2 separate regions of the Macaca fascicularis genome follow, and region 2 is linked to region 1. A link is a contact called in public Hi-C data. All regions are on one chromosome and are shown on one strand. Each heading gives the region's core, a stretch centred on a gene start, on an enhancer-like site or on the middle of the called end of the contact. The rest is flanking DNA. Distances are from core to core; before and after follow the strand shown.

Region 1 (4,793 bases), core at 347-2,846:
TGAATTACAGTTTATAACCTGAATTTCACTGAGAGTAGGTTTGAAGTGTTATCATCACAAAATGTGTATTAGCATTGCTCTTAGCTCATTTAGCCACTACACAATGTATACACATTTCAAAACATACTGCATACCATAAATACATACAATTCTTACTTGTTAATTTTTAAAATAATAAAAGTTCTCATTTGGTAGTTCACGTTATCGGTCCCACAAATTACAATTTTCAGACATCTGCAAAGGCAGCATGTTTTGGTTTAAATGTTGTATTTCTCAATTTTATACATATAAAATAAATGCATAAGTGTATTACATATGCAAAAACTAATATGTAAATTTTATATATACAAAGTCAATGCGCTGGGGGTCACTGGGATGAACGAATTTCAGTGCCTGCAGTCTCATGTTTAAAATCAAAATGGTACAAGGTAACCACCAAAGAAACTGTAAGCCAATGTTTCTCAAACTCAAACCCTTGGACATACTCCCAGAATCCCCTGTAAAGAAATGTATACTGTACTCAAAGTTGAGAACCACACAGGGACCAATTTTGCTTTTCTCTCCCACCCAGCACAGGCCCAGTGCTCAGCAGAAATTGGGGCACCACGGTTCTGCCCAGCACTGGGTCACTCCTGAGAAGTCTGCACCAGGCCCTCCTGCACCTTTCCACTGAGCAATGGGGTATCTTTTTTATTTATTTATTTATTTATTGGAGACAGGGTCTCACTCTGTTGCCCAGGCTGGAGTGGCATGATCCAGGCTCACTGTAGCCCTGAACTTCTTGGGCTCAAGTGATCCTCCCATCTCAGATACCCGAGTAGTTGGGACTACAGGCACGAGCCACCACGCCTGGATAACCTTTTTTAAAATGTTTTGTAGAGATGGGGGACTCCCGATGTTGCCCAGGCTCGAACTCCTGGGTTCAAGAGCTCCTCCCGCCTGCGCCTCCCACGGTGTGAGCCACCTTTGATCTTATTGCTATGATTTTTTTATTGATAAAAACTAATATTCTGAGTCTCAAGAAAGCGTCTTGAAACCATCAAAGGGACCCAGGAGGCGCATCATCACCTGTGCGGCCGACCCCATTCACAGCACAGACTGCAAGTGAGGCTTAAGAGATGGGAAGTGCCCTAAGCGAGGTTAAACAGCTAGTCAGCAGCAGACACGGCACTAGAACCTAAGCCTGCTGTCCCAGCTTCGGTGCCCGTGCCCACAGCGGAAGCTGCCGCGGCTCATCCGTAAGAGCGCTGATTAGGGACGACAAAGACGTCATCCCACCGTCCCAGTCCCATTTCCGCCCTCCCAAGTCCCCAACCTTCCAGTCATCTCCAAGTCGCCTCGCCTCACTCCGCTCTGGACCTTCAAAAGCATTCCACATGCCTTTACCCCAACCCTACTGACTGTCCCGCAAAAAGATGCAAGCGGAAAAGGCCCCAAGAAGCGACTCACGCCTCCCCACTGCTCCCCGACACCCGCTAAGACGCTCTCAGTCGCCCAATCCCTATCCAAGCGCATGCGCCCCCGAGGTGGGCGAGTGTCGGTGATGTCACGCACAGCGCCATCTCCGATATCCGAGAGTCTGCGACAGCAACTGCCAGTGCGTCATCAGAGCGCGCCGGAAGCGGTCCGAGAATGAAGAGTAAGCGGGGCCGCGAAGTTAGAGAGGGTTGGGGATGTTAAGGGTCGGGGTCCTGGTGCTGGTGGGTGAAATGGGTCCGGGCTGCCTGTCGCTGCGGAGTTCTAAAGAACCGCTACAGGAATGGGCCCACCCTACATAAAAACTGAGGGCTGGAACACGGGTTAGCCTGGCTCGACCTCTGAGCTAGGGAGGGATGTCGGGGCTGGAGTCAGGTTCTCCCGGGGGCTGCTCAGTGGTGTGCGATGCTAGAGGAGGGTTCCAGGCCTTGGCCCAACTTGGCCACTACCTCCCGGGGTGACCGCAGTCAAGACCCTGCTCCTTTCTGCGAGCTGGTTTCGCACTCTTATCTGATGCAACGCGCCGAGAGCTGCTGGGGAATGATATCACTAACCCAGAGCTTTGGGACTTAGGGGTAGAAGACATGTGCCAAGGAGGGACGTGTAGTCACCGTTAAGACTGGGCCTTCGATCAGAATTTTGATTTTTCACCTCTGCCACTTTGTACCTATATGATCAAGTAGATTGTCTCAGCATGTCGGAGCTTCAATTTGCTCATGGGCACAAGTGTGATGGGAAAAAATATGTCTACCTTTTAATGAGGTTTCTGGCGAGTAATGAGTGTTCAGTAATTGTTAGATGTGTATTGTTGCAGAAAGACTTCCAAGTCTGTTACTAAGCACCTGTAACAGGTGAAGCAAAGTTATCAGGCCCCTCAAGTTGCTCTCTACAGTTTATAATCCCCAACTTCCGCTTGAGGGAGAACTAGATGCTGTATATAAAACTTGCAGCCACATTGGTTTGCTTGATCAAACAAACATACCTGGCTGGGTGTGGTGGGACACAACTATAGTCCTTTGGGAGGCTGAGGCAGGGAGATCACTTGAGGTCAAGAGTTGAAGACCAGCTTGGGCAGCAACATAGTGAGACCCCATCTCTACAAAACCTGGAAAGAAAAAAAAAAAAAAAGCCAGGTGTGGTGGCACACACCTGTGGTCCCAGCTACTCAGGAGACTGAGGTGGGAGGATCACTTGAAACCAGGAGGTCGAAGTTGCAGTGAGCTATGATTGTGCCACTGCACTCCAGCCTGGGCAACAGAGAAAGACCCAATATCAAAACAAACAAGAACGAAAAAAAACTTGTAACCACCTTGCATCAGACATTCTCAGGGAAGTACAAGAAAGCTGGAATTAAATTTACAGAGTATAGTGTAAATTACATTTTCTAGCTATTTAGCTCATAAACCAGGCCTTAGTAGTCCCATTCTTACTCCATTCACACCTGTACTGTGTCCCCAGTGCCATGGTTTTCTTCTTTCAATAAATTAAGAAACAGAAGTGTGGAATTTGTTTTAGAGGTTGAAACTTTATTGACTGATGTATATTTTGAGTTTAAAGGAAGAACTGTTGTATTTCATCAGTTCAGGACACCCTTGATTATATGATACATTATAATTTCATATTAAAATGTGAAGAATCTTTTTAAACATCTTACAGTTAACAAAACCTATTTCTAACCATCTACATCCTAGACAGCTATATCATATAACTTTTAAATGAGTTACCTCGTTAGCAAGGGCTCGGGCTTCTAACTTGGGATACTTTAAACCAGTGCAACTCAAAATGTGATCCCCTGACCTGCAGTAGCATCTGGGAATATGTTAGACACTCAGGATCTAGGGTAGGAGACCAATAATCTGCATTTTAATAAGATCCCAGAGATTTTTCCACACGTTAAATTTTGAGAAGCACTCTTTTTAAACCATGAGCTTGAAACTTCTAGCATAGATGTGGCCAGAGGGTGGGATAAGAGGCATCCAAGAAAGCTTTGCTCTTCTTACCAACCTGATCTCCTATCTCTGAATATGAATAAGCATATGTTATAAGTGTAGTTCTTTTACTTTTTTTTTTTGGAGACAGAGTCTCTGTCACCCAGGCTAGAGTGCAATGGCACGATCTCGGCTCATTGCAGCCTCCACCTCCCAGGTTCCAGCGATTCTTTTGCCTCAGTCTCCCATGTAGCTGGGAATACAGGTGTGAGCCACCACCTCCGGCTAATTTTTGTATTTTTAGTAGAGACGGGGTTTCACCACGTTGGCCAAGCTGGTCTCGAACTCCTGACCTTGGGTGATCCACCCGCCTTGGCCTCCCAAAGTGCTAGGACTACAGGTGTGAGCCATGCATCCAGCGGTGTAATTATTTTCATAGTTAGAGAAGTCTTGGGTCTTACAGCCATACCCAACAAGAATTGATCCTTTCTTGTTTTTAATCCTCTAGGTGTGATCTATCATGCATTGTCTCAGAAAGAGGCGAAAGACTCTGATGTCCAGGTCAGTTCTTGGCAGGAGGTCCAGGAGCAACAGAGGTGATGGCAAAGATGGCTCAGTAGCTTCTGAGCCCCTGTCACTGGTTGAGATGTCGTTACCCACATTGTACTCCTCATTTTTCTGGCAGACATCTAAGGCTGGATCAAAGTCTGTAGTTCTGATGACCTGTTCCCACTTGCCGGCCTCCTTTTCTGTTGTGCCAAAGTCAAGTTTGGTAAAATGAGGCTTTTCTTAACCTTTTATCATTTCCACTATGTTGGGGACACCAGGCTGTGCCCATGTGGTGAGCAGCATCATTCAACCTTGTCACTGTGCCCTCTGCACTTCTGCAGAAGGTGTGCAATTACATATCATAAGTGAAATTTACAGATTATATCTGGATGCCTCAGCCTGCTTTGTCAGTTTCACAAAAGTTCCTCTTGTAGCTCATAGTGAGAGCATTACCTTGAAAGCAAGATTTTGAAAGACCAGTATGCCTTTATTTTGCTTCTCCGTGAAAGACGAGCCACTCAGGTATTTAAGAGAATCAGATTATTGTCCTATTATAGTCACAATGATGAGAGTGAATTAATTTTTAGTTAGCATCTACAGGTGCAAAACTGAACAGAGTTCCCACCATCATACTGTGAGCTCCCTCGAAGGCTATGTGTACCCTATCTTCCCATTGCTCTCCCACAGAGGGAGGGCTGGGTTACTAATGACAGATCAGCATCAGTCTGTCAGCCTCAGTCTTAGCATTTGGCACCTGGCTAGTGTAAAAAGCTCAGGAAACAGCCCAGCCAGGAGACAGGCCCTCAGGAGAGAGAACTGCCCAGGGCTGTGGCAGGCGCG
Region 2 (4,311 bases), core at 692-3,191, 110 kb after region 1:
GGCCCCGTGTCCCCAGCTCAGGCTGGCCAGCACAGAGCAGGCACGTGGCACATATCTGCCATGCCCGATGTGACAAATGCAGTCATCATAAGAATCCCTGTTAAACAGAAGCAGGTCCCTGAAGCCACCTAGAAGCCCCCAGGAGGCCTCGCTTGGCCACTGCCCAGCTCAGGTCTGAAGGAGGGTCAGCTCTCTGACTCCATCTATGGTTTGAGCCACAGCCCCAGGGCAGGTAGACCTTCTGAGGCTCAGGACACAGGAATTCTTCCTTCCCCAAGCCAAAGAAAGTCACTTCATCCTAGCTGCAAGGAACAGTGGAAAAATGAGCCAAACTTTCATTCATTGCCAGAAATTGATTTTCAAATAAAAGCAGGTGGTAAATGGCCAGGCACAGTGGCTCATGCCTGTAATCCTAGCACTTTGGGAGGCCAAGGCGGGTGGATCATTTGTGGCCAGGAGTTTGAGACCAGCCTGGCCAACAGGGCAAAACCCCGTCTCTACTAAAAATACAAAAATTAGCTGGGTGTGGTGGCGCACACCTGTAGTCCCAGCTACTCAAGAGGCTGAGGCAGGAGAATCACTTGAACCCGCGAGGCAGAGGTTGCAGTGAGCCGAGATCATGCCACTGCACTCCAGTCTGGGCGACAGAGTGAGACTCCGTCTCAAAAAAGAAAGAAAAAAAGCAGGTGGTAGAGGTGGGCAGGCCCTCTAGGGGTGAAAGGCCGTTCTTTGGGTAGTCTCTTTCAGAACAGGGGAGCTCTCTCAGAACGAGCCCGCTCACATGAAATGGCCACACCGCATGTGCTAAGAAGGTGCATGGCCCCTCCCAGCCTCCTCCCCGGTTTCCTTTCTGCAGGGACCTTGCAGTCATGATCAGGGTGAGGGAGGCCACCATGGGACCCAGGACACCCTGGGATCTTCAGAGGCCTGCTGCTCTTATTCGGGGATCCTAGCACTGGGGAAAAGGTGCCTCTAGGCCCAAATGACACAGATGCCATTTTCAAGAGTGCCCCACACTTCTGAGACATTCACACAGAAGCTTGCATTTCCAACGGACGAATTATATCTGCAAAGAACATTTCTCAGAGGCAAACTTAGCTCCACCAACTCCTCCCACGAGATGCATGCCACCACTCGTACGAGTTCATTTCTCCCTGTGTTTATTTTCTTTTTTCCTTTTCTGAGATGGAATCTCGTTCTGTCGCCCAGGCTGGAGTGCAATGGCACGATCTTGGTTCACCGCAACTTTTGCCTCCCGGGTTTAAGCGATTCTCCTGCCTCAGCCTCCCGAGTAGCTGGGATTATAGGCATGCGCCACCACGCCCAGCTATTTTTTGTATTTTTAGTAGAGACAGCGTTTCACCATGTTGGCCAGGCTGGTCTCGAACTCCTGACCTCAGGTGATCCACCCGCCTCCGCCTCCCAAAGTCCTGGGATTACAGGTGTGAGCCACCGCACCTGGCCTTCTCCCTGTGTTTCAACGGCCCTTTTATGACATCCCCGAGGCTGGCAGTCTCTGTGAGACACCTGCACTTACCAACAGCGAGTCCCGGCGGGCCGCCCACCAAACCCCCGACGAAGGCCACGGCCCCTGTGACCAGGGCACCCTTCCCAGAGTGTTTGACAGCCGCCTTCATCTTCCTCTCCCCAGAAAGGGAGCACAGCAGCTTCATGATGTCCTCCACCATGATGGTCATCGTGGCGGGCCTTCAAGGGAGAAGTTCAGAGGGACAGTTTTAATGAGCGTAAGAGTATTAATGCCACTCTAGTTCCTAGAGTTGTAAGGAAGGGTCCCCCTTTTCAGGAGAGCACAGCAGCTCCAAGCGCCTGTATGAGACAGCATCCAGACGGTGGAAAGTTCCCACAGACAGGGCAGGCGGCAGTTAGTGAATAAGCAAACAGCAGCGGCTGAGTGGGTGAAAGGTCTTCTTTGCCCTCTGATTAACTTCTGACTTAGAACAGATTAAGGAGCAACCCGGCCACATGTTCTGCTGGTTCATCACGAGGGAGGTGGTCTGACCCTTCTGGCATCAGTGGCCTTTGCACTGGCCCGGGGAATGCCCTGCACACAAAGTCCAGCAGAGACTGGGAAATCCTGGCATGAGGCATCTGAGCTGAGGCCAAGCCAGAGCCGGGGAAGGGATGGGACTCTGTGACTACACGGGCACTCACCTCCGGTGGGCCCTGAGCAGAGGATCAGATACCTTCCTTCTAAGACCGAGACAGTCCCTGCAGGCTGGACTCTCAGATGGTGCCAGCAGGATGGGCAGGAAGCGCCTGGCATAAGTCTGGAAGCCTGCAGGCTCCCGACCCAGCATGGCTCTGAACGAACAGTTACTAACGCACACACTGGGCTGCCTTAAGCAACTGCTCTTAAAAGTCAACACAGTTGTACCCATGGGACACTAAAAGCAGGGACAAGACAAAGCAGGGAGACAAAGCAACTGCAGAATAAAATACATGAAAGCATTCCCAGGCTTTGCGATATGTATGGACAGAAACATGGACGGGCAAGTGGACCTTCGGCACAATGACCTTTAGCACAATCCTCCAGGGTAGGGAAAACGTGTGCCACGCTGGAGCCAGAGCAGGGAGGGATGGGCTCTAGAGAGCCCAAGGGCTGAGAAAATCAAAGGGGCCACGAGTTGGGGGATCTCCTCAGAGCTCTGGCTGAGCCCAACGCTCCAGCAGTACTTCCCTTTCTCACCGGCACTTCCCATTTCATTCTAGGTGGAAATATTGAAACAGGTGCTACAGCAACTCGACTGAGGAAGTTATGGATAGATTCTATTGTTTATTATCTTTTTTTGTTTTTTGAGATGGGGTCTTGCTTTGTTGCCCAGGCTGGAGTGCAGTGGCACAATCACAACTCACTGCAGCTTTGACCTCTTGGGCTCAAGCGATCCTCCCACCTCAGCCTCCTGAGTAGATGGGACTACAGGTGTGCAATCACCACGCCCAGCTAATTTTATTTTTATTCTTAGTAGAAATGCCTACTATGTTGCCCAGGCTGGTCTTGAACTCCTGGGCTTAAGGGATCCTGCCTTAGCCTCTCAAAGTGTTAGGATTACAGGCGTGAGCCACTACATTTGACCTTAATATCTTTGGGTTATATGTTATATGAGGGTTTTTTGTTTGTTTGTTTGTTTGTTTTTTCAGAGACAGTATCTCTTGTTGACCAAGCTGGTGTGCAGTGGTGCGATCATGGCTCACTGCAGCCTTGAACTCTTGGGCTACAGTGATCCTCCCACCTCAGTCTCCTGAGTAGCGGGGGCTAAAGGCATGCAACACCACGCTCAGTTAATTTTTTGTTTTCATACAGACAGGGTCTCGCAGTATTGCCCGGCCTGGTCTTGACTTCCTGAGCTCAAGCAATCTTCCTGCCTCAGCCTCCCAGAGTGCTGGGATTACAGGCATGGGCCACCACACCCAGACATGTGTGCTTTTCTGACCCAAGGAAGATCCAGAAGCAGGAGTCCCTACTGTACAATTGCTCTCCCAATCCTAGGATATAATTTTGAGCCCAGAGAACAAACCCATGAATCCATGAGAAGACCACAAAGTCAGGTTCTCAGAACTTCTCTGCAGTCCCAGGAGAGCATCCTGCGCTCCTGCCCCTGTCCATTTCCCTTCTTTTTCCCCTTTTGGTACACATTAGACCTGTTCTCCACAAGTGCACAGGAATCACGGAAAACCTTGTTAGATGCAGCCAGTATGGGAGGGTAAGATTCTGCATGTCCAACAAGCCCCCAGAGTGCTCCTCTGATCTCACTGTGGGCAGCAAGACCCCAAGAGGGCAAATCCCAGGACTCTGACATTCGTTACTCAGTCTTCCAATTCAGAAACTGCAAACAAGCACCCCTAGATATGTCTTTTTGGCCCCATGAAGTATAAGACGCAGTGGGAGGGCAGGCCTTGTAAGCCCTGCTCATATAAGGGACTGGAGGAGCACTCAGGCCTGTGGGTCCCTGCTCTGACTACCCTGTGCTCTGGGTCTCCCAAAACCTGGTCTCCTGGTTTCCAGGTCCTGCCCAGCTCCTTTGCTTGCTGACAGGTCAAATGCCTCCTCCTTCTCCCCAGAAGAGAACCCCCTTCCACTATTCCAGTGTCAAGATTTGTTTACACACAAATGTCTAAACGATAAAATGGCATTATAACAGCGTCCCGACTGAACAGGCAGAAGCCACTCGGAAATGCGGAGACAGAAGGCAGAACCTGATTTATCCAGTCACCATGGTCCTGAAACAGAATGACATAGATAGATAGAGATATTGACAAAGATTTTTTTTTTTTTTTTTTTTTTTGAGACAG

What was found. A called contact is a pair of places that touch in the nucleus more often than the background predicts.
Region 2: a contact with region 1 is called in a Hi-C map of liver, with 3 times the contacts expected there. The contact joins the enhancer-like site here to the promoter of POP4 in region 1. A contact is called at or near these places in 2 of 2 Hi-C or Micro-C datasets (liver and skeletal muscle).

Annotation. Positions count from the first base shown.
Region 1 is chr19:36,859,752-36,864,544 of T2T-MFA8v1.1, forward strand. It overlaps POP4 (POP4 homolog, ribonuclease P/MRP subunit), which reads left to right and starts at 1,597. Exons shown (of 7, transcript XM_065536271.2): 1 at 1,597-1,639; 2 at 3,913-4,000.
Region 2 is chr19:36,966,155-36,970,465 of T2T-MFA8v1.1, forward strand. It overlaps C19H19orf12 (chromosome 19 C19orf12 homolog), which reads right to left. Exons shown (of 4, transcript XM_074023093.1): 3 at 1,538-1,707. The coding sequence starts at 1,697. Among named protein-coding and RNA genes, the nearest start is that of C19H19orf12, 15 kb to the right of the region's middle. Within about 2 kb of position 1,942, at least 1 of the 6 cell types and tissues checked has an H3K27ac peak or open chromatin away from gene starts, as enhancers often do. A contact at or near this core is called in liver, where this site is marked.